2 separate regions of the Rattus norvegicus genome follow, and region 2 is linked to region 1. The links are chromatin contacts, called in public Hi-C maps. All regions are on one chromosome and are shown on one strand. Each heading gives the region's core, a stretch centred on a gene start, on an enhancer-like site or on the middle of the called end of the contact. The rest is flanking DNA. Distances are from core to core; before and after follow the strand shown.

Evidence for each region. Hi-C and Micro-C count contacts between places; a contact is called where the count stands out from the background.
Region 2: a Hi-C map of the Rat2 cell line shows a contact between it and region 1, with 4 times the contacts expected there. The contact joins two enhancer-like sites. A contact is called at or near these places in 2 of 12 Hi-C or Micro-C datasets (the A7r5 cell line and the Rat2 cell line).

What each region holds. Positions count from the first base shown.
Region 1 is chr2:228,726,062-228,729,071 of GRCr8, reverse strand. No RefSeq gene overlaps it. Among named protein-coding and RNA genes, the nearest start is that of Ddit4l, 74 kb to the left of the region's middle. Within about 2 kb of position 1,346, at least 8 of the 93 cell types and tissues checked have an H3K27ac peak or open chromatin away from gene starts, as enhancers often do.
Region 2 is chr2:228,911,432-228,914,227 of GRCr8, reverse strand. No RefSeq gene overlaps it. Among named protein-coding and RNA genes, the nearest start is that of Ddit4l, 110 kb to the right of the region's middle. Within about 2 kb of position 1,412, at least 50 of the 93 cell types and tissues checked have an H3K27ac peak or open chromatin away from gene starts, as enhancers often do.

The sequences.
Region 1 (3,010 bases), core at 97-2,596:
CAGCACCCCCGGCAATGATTTGGGCCATCTCACATCAGTCACCAACCATGAACGTGCAACCCAGGCTTCCTCATAGGCCAGTGTGTTGACAGTGTTTTCTCAGTTGTAGTTCTTTCTTCTCAAATGACCCTAGCTTATGTCAAACTGATATAAAACTAGCCAGCACGCCTTCCACATGTATTTTGTGGTTGTCCCACGCTTTGTGAGCTTTCCCTGTCTTATAAGATGTTCTTTGTGTGTCCAACTTCTTTGTCAGACTCCTGTCCATCCTGCTCTGCCTTCTACAGGACTTCAGCATCATCGTGTGTTCACTGTATGTGCTCTTTACTCGCCCTCCAGGATTGTTAGTCATCAACATGTGTGCTCTGACAGTTGTCCTTGTGTGTGCTCTGACAATCATTATCCTGGGTGTTCTGCCATCACTGGGTATGCTCTGGCAGCTAGCTAGTCCTCATTGTGCACTCTGACGGCTAGCTAGTCCTCATTGTGCACTCTGACGGCTAACTAGTCCTCATTGTGTGCTCTGATGGCTAGCTAGTCCTCATTGTGCACTCTGACAGCTAGCTAGTCCTCATTGTGTGCTCTGACTGCTAGCTAGTCCTCATTGTGTGCTCTGACGGCTAGCTAGTCCTCATTGTGTGCTCTGGCAGCTAGCTAGTCCTCATTGTGCGCTCTGACCGCTAGCTAGTCCTCATTGTGCGCTCTGACCGCTAGCTAGTCCTCATTGTGTGCTCTGACCGCTAGCTAGTCCTCATTGTGTGCTCTGACCGCTAGCTAGTCCTCATTGTGTGCTCTGACAGCTAGCTAGTCCTCATTGTGTGCTGGCAGCTAGTTAGTCCTCATTGTGCACTCTGACAGCTAGCTAGTTCTCATTGTGTGCTCTGGCAGCTAGCTAGTCCTCATTGTGTGCTCTGACGGCTTGCTAGTCCTCATTGTGTGCTCTGACGGCTAGTTGTCATTGTATAAGATTGGATATTTGTTGGGATGGTGAGGATCGCAGACCCCTTCCCTGTTTGAATCTGGTTCCATAGCATTGTCCGTGCTTGGTACTGTACATGGTCCCAAGCCTCTGGAAGATATGAGAATTTTTCCATTGTCTACTTCCAGAAATCTGTCAAAATGGAGTGGAAAGGATTGAGGAGAGGGGAGTGCTGGAGAACAGTCACCGGGCTCCTCAATACCACCTGGTCTGCACTCTAGTCATCCTTGGCACTTACATTAGTGATTCCTTACTCTGGCTCTGAGACTGGGGGCAGGCCGAGCCTGTTGGCTGACAACTACAGAACCCGCACCATCCCATAGATTTTGCTTGTGATCTCCGTAACATCAGTTTTGTAGTTAAATTTCCGTGTGCTGTTTGAGATTGCTGGACACACATTGGGGGTGAGGAGGCAGCCCCTTAACCCAGAGCCAGCATGGTCATTTCAGTGGAGAGAGGACCAAAGAGCTAAGGGTATTGTTGACATCAGGCTTTTGAGAATGGTTGGAAGGCAAACTCCTCCCAACAGAAGTTACCGCTCTTTAACTTACAATATAAGTAATAATATGCATGGGGGATGAGAAGCTGACACTCATCTATGGGGACAGCTCTGCTCTCCTGGAGACTCTCAGTCCGGAACCCTAGCTTGTCAGTTTCAGCTGGGCTTAGTGCCCAGTTATTTCTGCTGGATGTTATAAGTGTCTGATTTCATAAAACGTTGCTATCTATTGGCTTCTGATAAATTTTCTTTTACTTCTGTTTGACATACACACACACACATATACACACACACACAGACAGACACACACACAATGTAGTTTGTATTTCTAGAATATATATGTATATATACTCAATTCACTCACTCAATGACCAACGTCCAGCTATGCTAGCTCATTATCCACTTGGATCAACCACCTTAGCCTTATTTGTCTCCATTCACGGAGTTTGGTATACCAGTTGCCTGACTTTTCCTTCAGAGTTCTGCCTGTGACATTTTCTGTATCCTTTTTATAAGGACAAACTCAGAAGCCAAAGAAGGTAGGTGGAAGAAGTCTTAGCTTTAAAAGTCATACTCAGTCTCCAAGGCGAAGTGACTCAGGGCCACATGCAGAAAGCCAGGGGCAGGATCTGGGATGGGGCCATAGAGAAAATGCCAAGGAGCAAGAAGGGAAGTGGCTTGAGTGAGGCAGCCTATTCCCTAGAGAGCCAGCCTCCTTGGGCTTCTTAGAGGAGGTCCTGAACTTTTTTGTTTCCCAGAAAGCTTCCACTCTGTTCTCTGTTTTTCACCACAGAAGCCTTTGCCTCACAGCTGGGTCTCATTTGGTTTGGATTCTCATCTATAAATTGCTGTCAGCAAGGATCTTTGGGAGTTAATTGGTGAAAGTGACCTGAAAAGGGACCTCCAGAGGGACTGCAGTGCTCTGCATCTCCTCTCTTCCCCCAAGAATTTGCCTTCCCAGTTGCTGAGAAAATATCATCTTTGAAGCACGAGTGGGCTTTTCTTCAGAAGCTAAAACACTCCTTAGATGAGACACCATTGGGCAAGAGTGTGTCTTGGTCCCAGAGAGTGTGCGGGACAGCTCGGGTTTGTGACTTACAGTCTCATTTGGACACACTTCAAAGAAACACTGCAGGCAGAACTACTAAAAGCAGAGCAGCAGGACACAGGGCTCCCAGTGGCTGGGGCCTGGGCTCAGTGTCTGCATCAGAGGCGAATCTCTATTGCCTTCCTTCTCATCCTCTGTGCAGCCTTTCAAAGGGAGGCCAGTGCACAGCGGGACACACAGACTCACAAGAATAGCAGGTCACTTGTAACAATTTGACTTTCCTTTTGTAAGGAAAGATCTTTGCAGTGATACTGGCACATGACAGGAGGACAGAAATTGAAGGCTGGAATGAAGCCATTCAGCTCTGGCAGTAGAAAGGCGAACATGCCATCGAAGAACCAGTGGTTTCAGGGGCTGTGAATCTCAGTGCACAAACTAAGCAGTCCAATGTCCAATCATCCAAATTTCCATTTTTATACAACAA
Region 2 (2,796 bases), core at 163-2,662, 190 kb before region 1:
TCCTGAGTTTCTTTCTGCCCTGAGTTTCCTTCATGATGAACTCTAAGTGGTAAGGCAAACCTTTCCTTTTCCAAGTTGTCTTTACCTGGTGTTTGACACAACAACAGAAGGCAAACCAATACAGGAGGCCTATAACTGGCTGAAGGGTGAGGCTGTTTATGATTGACCAAAGTCCGCACTTTCTGTAACAAACCATATACACCTCTTATGTGTGGTAGCTTACATATGAATTCCCAGCACTCAGAAGGCAGATGCAGGAGGATCAGAAGTTCAAGGTCAGACTGGGCCACAGGGAACCAACTTGTTTCAAAATAAATTAATGAACAAATAAATACTTGTTCAGTTTGTTGATGTTTAAGTGGTAGTTTGTAACAGGGGCTCAGAGTTCAGAGATAAGCTAATGGCTTTCTGTTTTCTTAATCTAACACGGCCAAGTTACATTTCTGGTGTGTGTGTGTGTGGTGTGTGTGCACACGCGTGTGTGTGTAATGTGTGTGCATATGTTCATTTGTGTGCATTTGTGTGATGTGTGTGTGTGAGACTGTGAGTGTATGTGCCTGTGTGTGGGTCTATATGCATTTCTCTGTGTGTAGGTATGATGTATGTGTGACTGTGTGTGTATGTGTCTGTATTTGTGCATTTGTATGTGATTCTGTGTGTATGTGTGTTTCTGGTTGAGTTGGGGTGGGAGTGAACGTTGCCTCTCCTGAAACCACCACGCCTCATCTGTAGAACGCTGCTTCTTCCTCTCACCTGCTGAAGTAAGGCAATATATACAAAATATTTCTCCTCTCTAGACCTGCCTGCTGTGGAGTCCAGATCATTTATTATTTATTCCTAAGCAGGATAGAGCTTTACTGCCTATTTTCGCCATGGTTCATGAAATTGACACAGGAAGTAGACACACAGGAGGAGCTGTAACTGCCTCCTGTTTGTTGTTGAGCATGGGTATCCGTCCTGGTATGCAGTGGCAGCCAGACTGTCTCCAGGAGAAGCCAGCTCATGGAGGGCGGTCTAAATCTCCCTTCTCTGCTGCCATCTGCTTTTTTTGTGAAGACTGCTAAGAACATTTCAGAACTCTCTCCAAATATTAAAGTCCTTATCACTTCCTAAACTGGAGGTTTGTTCAGGACTGCCACAAAGCAGTACTAATACTCCTCCTCTCTCTCATCAGCAACTTCCTGTGATGGTTGGTGCTGGGGAACTCTCTGAACCTAGGAGGAGAGCGAGGATAAAACCTGTGAGTTATCTATATCTGGCTCCCGGCTTTGTTTTCTTAGAGAAACCTGTGTCGGCTAAGAATCACTAGAGGGCGCCGGCGGGCTACGCTGGCGCTGGAGAGGCACCGCTCTCCTTCACCCACTCCACTCCCATTCCTTCCCACACTGCGGGGGGCAAAAACAACCCGGGGCGCTGACGTCAGGCAGCCCGAGGCGCCTGCCGCTGAACCCATAGGTATAGTTAATCCCCCAGGAGTGAGGCCCGTGCTTTCCCCTGGCAGCCCAATTTTCAGCTTAAATCATTGCCCTAATCTTATTTTAATGTGCATTGGGGCCCTGGTGGCTAGAGTGGGTGGCAGGGGAACAGCATTTAACATCCTTTGGAGTTTGGATTGTGCCCGACACTTCTTAAGCACTTGGGTGGGACAGAGAGACTCTGTAATCTTGCAGCTGCAATCGACCTCAGTAGTCTTTGCCTTATTTGGCAAATTTAATGGCAACGTTAATTTTGGGGATTGGGGGTGGGGCTGGGGTAGAAGAAAAGGAAAGGAACACGTGTGAAGTAGCTAGTATGTGCCGTGCACTTTCTCATGTTGTTTAATGTTCACAGCGACTGTATGAAGGTGTTTGAAATGCTCAGTTTAGCAGAGACATTGAGAGATCTAAACCTTCAGTTAGACAGCTCGGCGAGTGGCGCCCTCCACTGACCAGTCCCAGAACCGCAATCTGGGATCGGCTACCTGTGCGGTTTGCCTCGCTTTCTAATTTTACTTAAGGACTCTCACCAAGTGGGTCTATTATTAGTTTTACACGAGACTTGGCAATGGAACAAAACCCACATTCCAAGGGGAACTAGCCCTTTTCGGGATAGTAGAATAAAGGCTAAATTTAACCACTCAGATGCTTATTAACCTCTAGCTGTCTAGGATGTATCTTGCCTGACTTGGATCAAGTTCAGGGCCAGATGTGCTTACAACAAGGTAACGGAAAAGTACTGGCTAGCGGAAGGGCGTTGTTTGACTGGTGTGACATCCACGGGCTGTATTTAAATCAAGTAAAGGAAGAGAAGAGAGCAGTTTATCTGATAACTTGGTTCGTCATCACATCGCTGGCACCACAAAGGTGGTATAGTGACCCAGAGCATGGGGTGTGAGGGAAGTGACACACAGTGCCCAAGGCAGAACAGGCTGTCCATAAATGGTGAGTCAGAATTCAGTGATGCTTTCAGAATGGCAATGGTCCCACGGCCTGTATCCCAGAGTTCTTCAGCTGAAGCCCACATCCCGGTTGGGTGCTCTAAAATTAAGTATAAATCAAGAAACCAAACTGTAGACACTTCACAGACCAAAGTGCCTCGTGATGGTGCGATGACTCCGAAGTTGGTCAGAGAGGCATCAATTTTTTTTTTTTTTCTTTTCAGGTTTCTTGTGCTGTTCTGACAGGGGCTGCTTCGCCTTCAGAGATTTTGTTCCATTCTTGAAAAGCTTCGTGTAAAACCATCGATAGTCCATTTGGTGAAAGTCCTCAAAGTCAAACTGGAAACAGAGGCGAGGTGTAGCTAGTGTAATGGGGACCG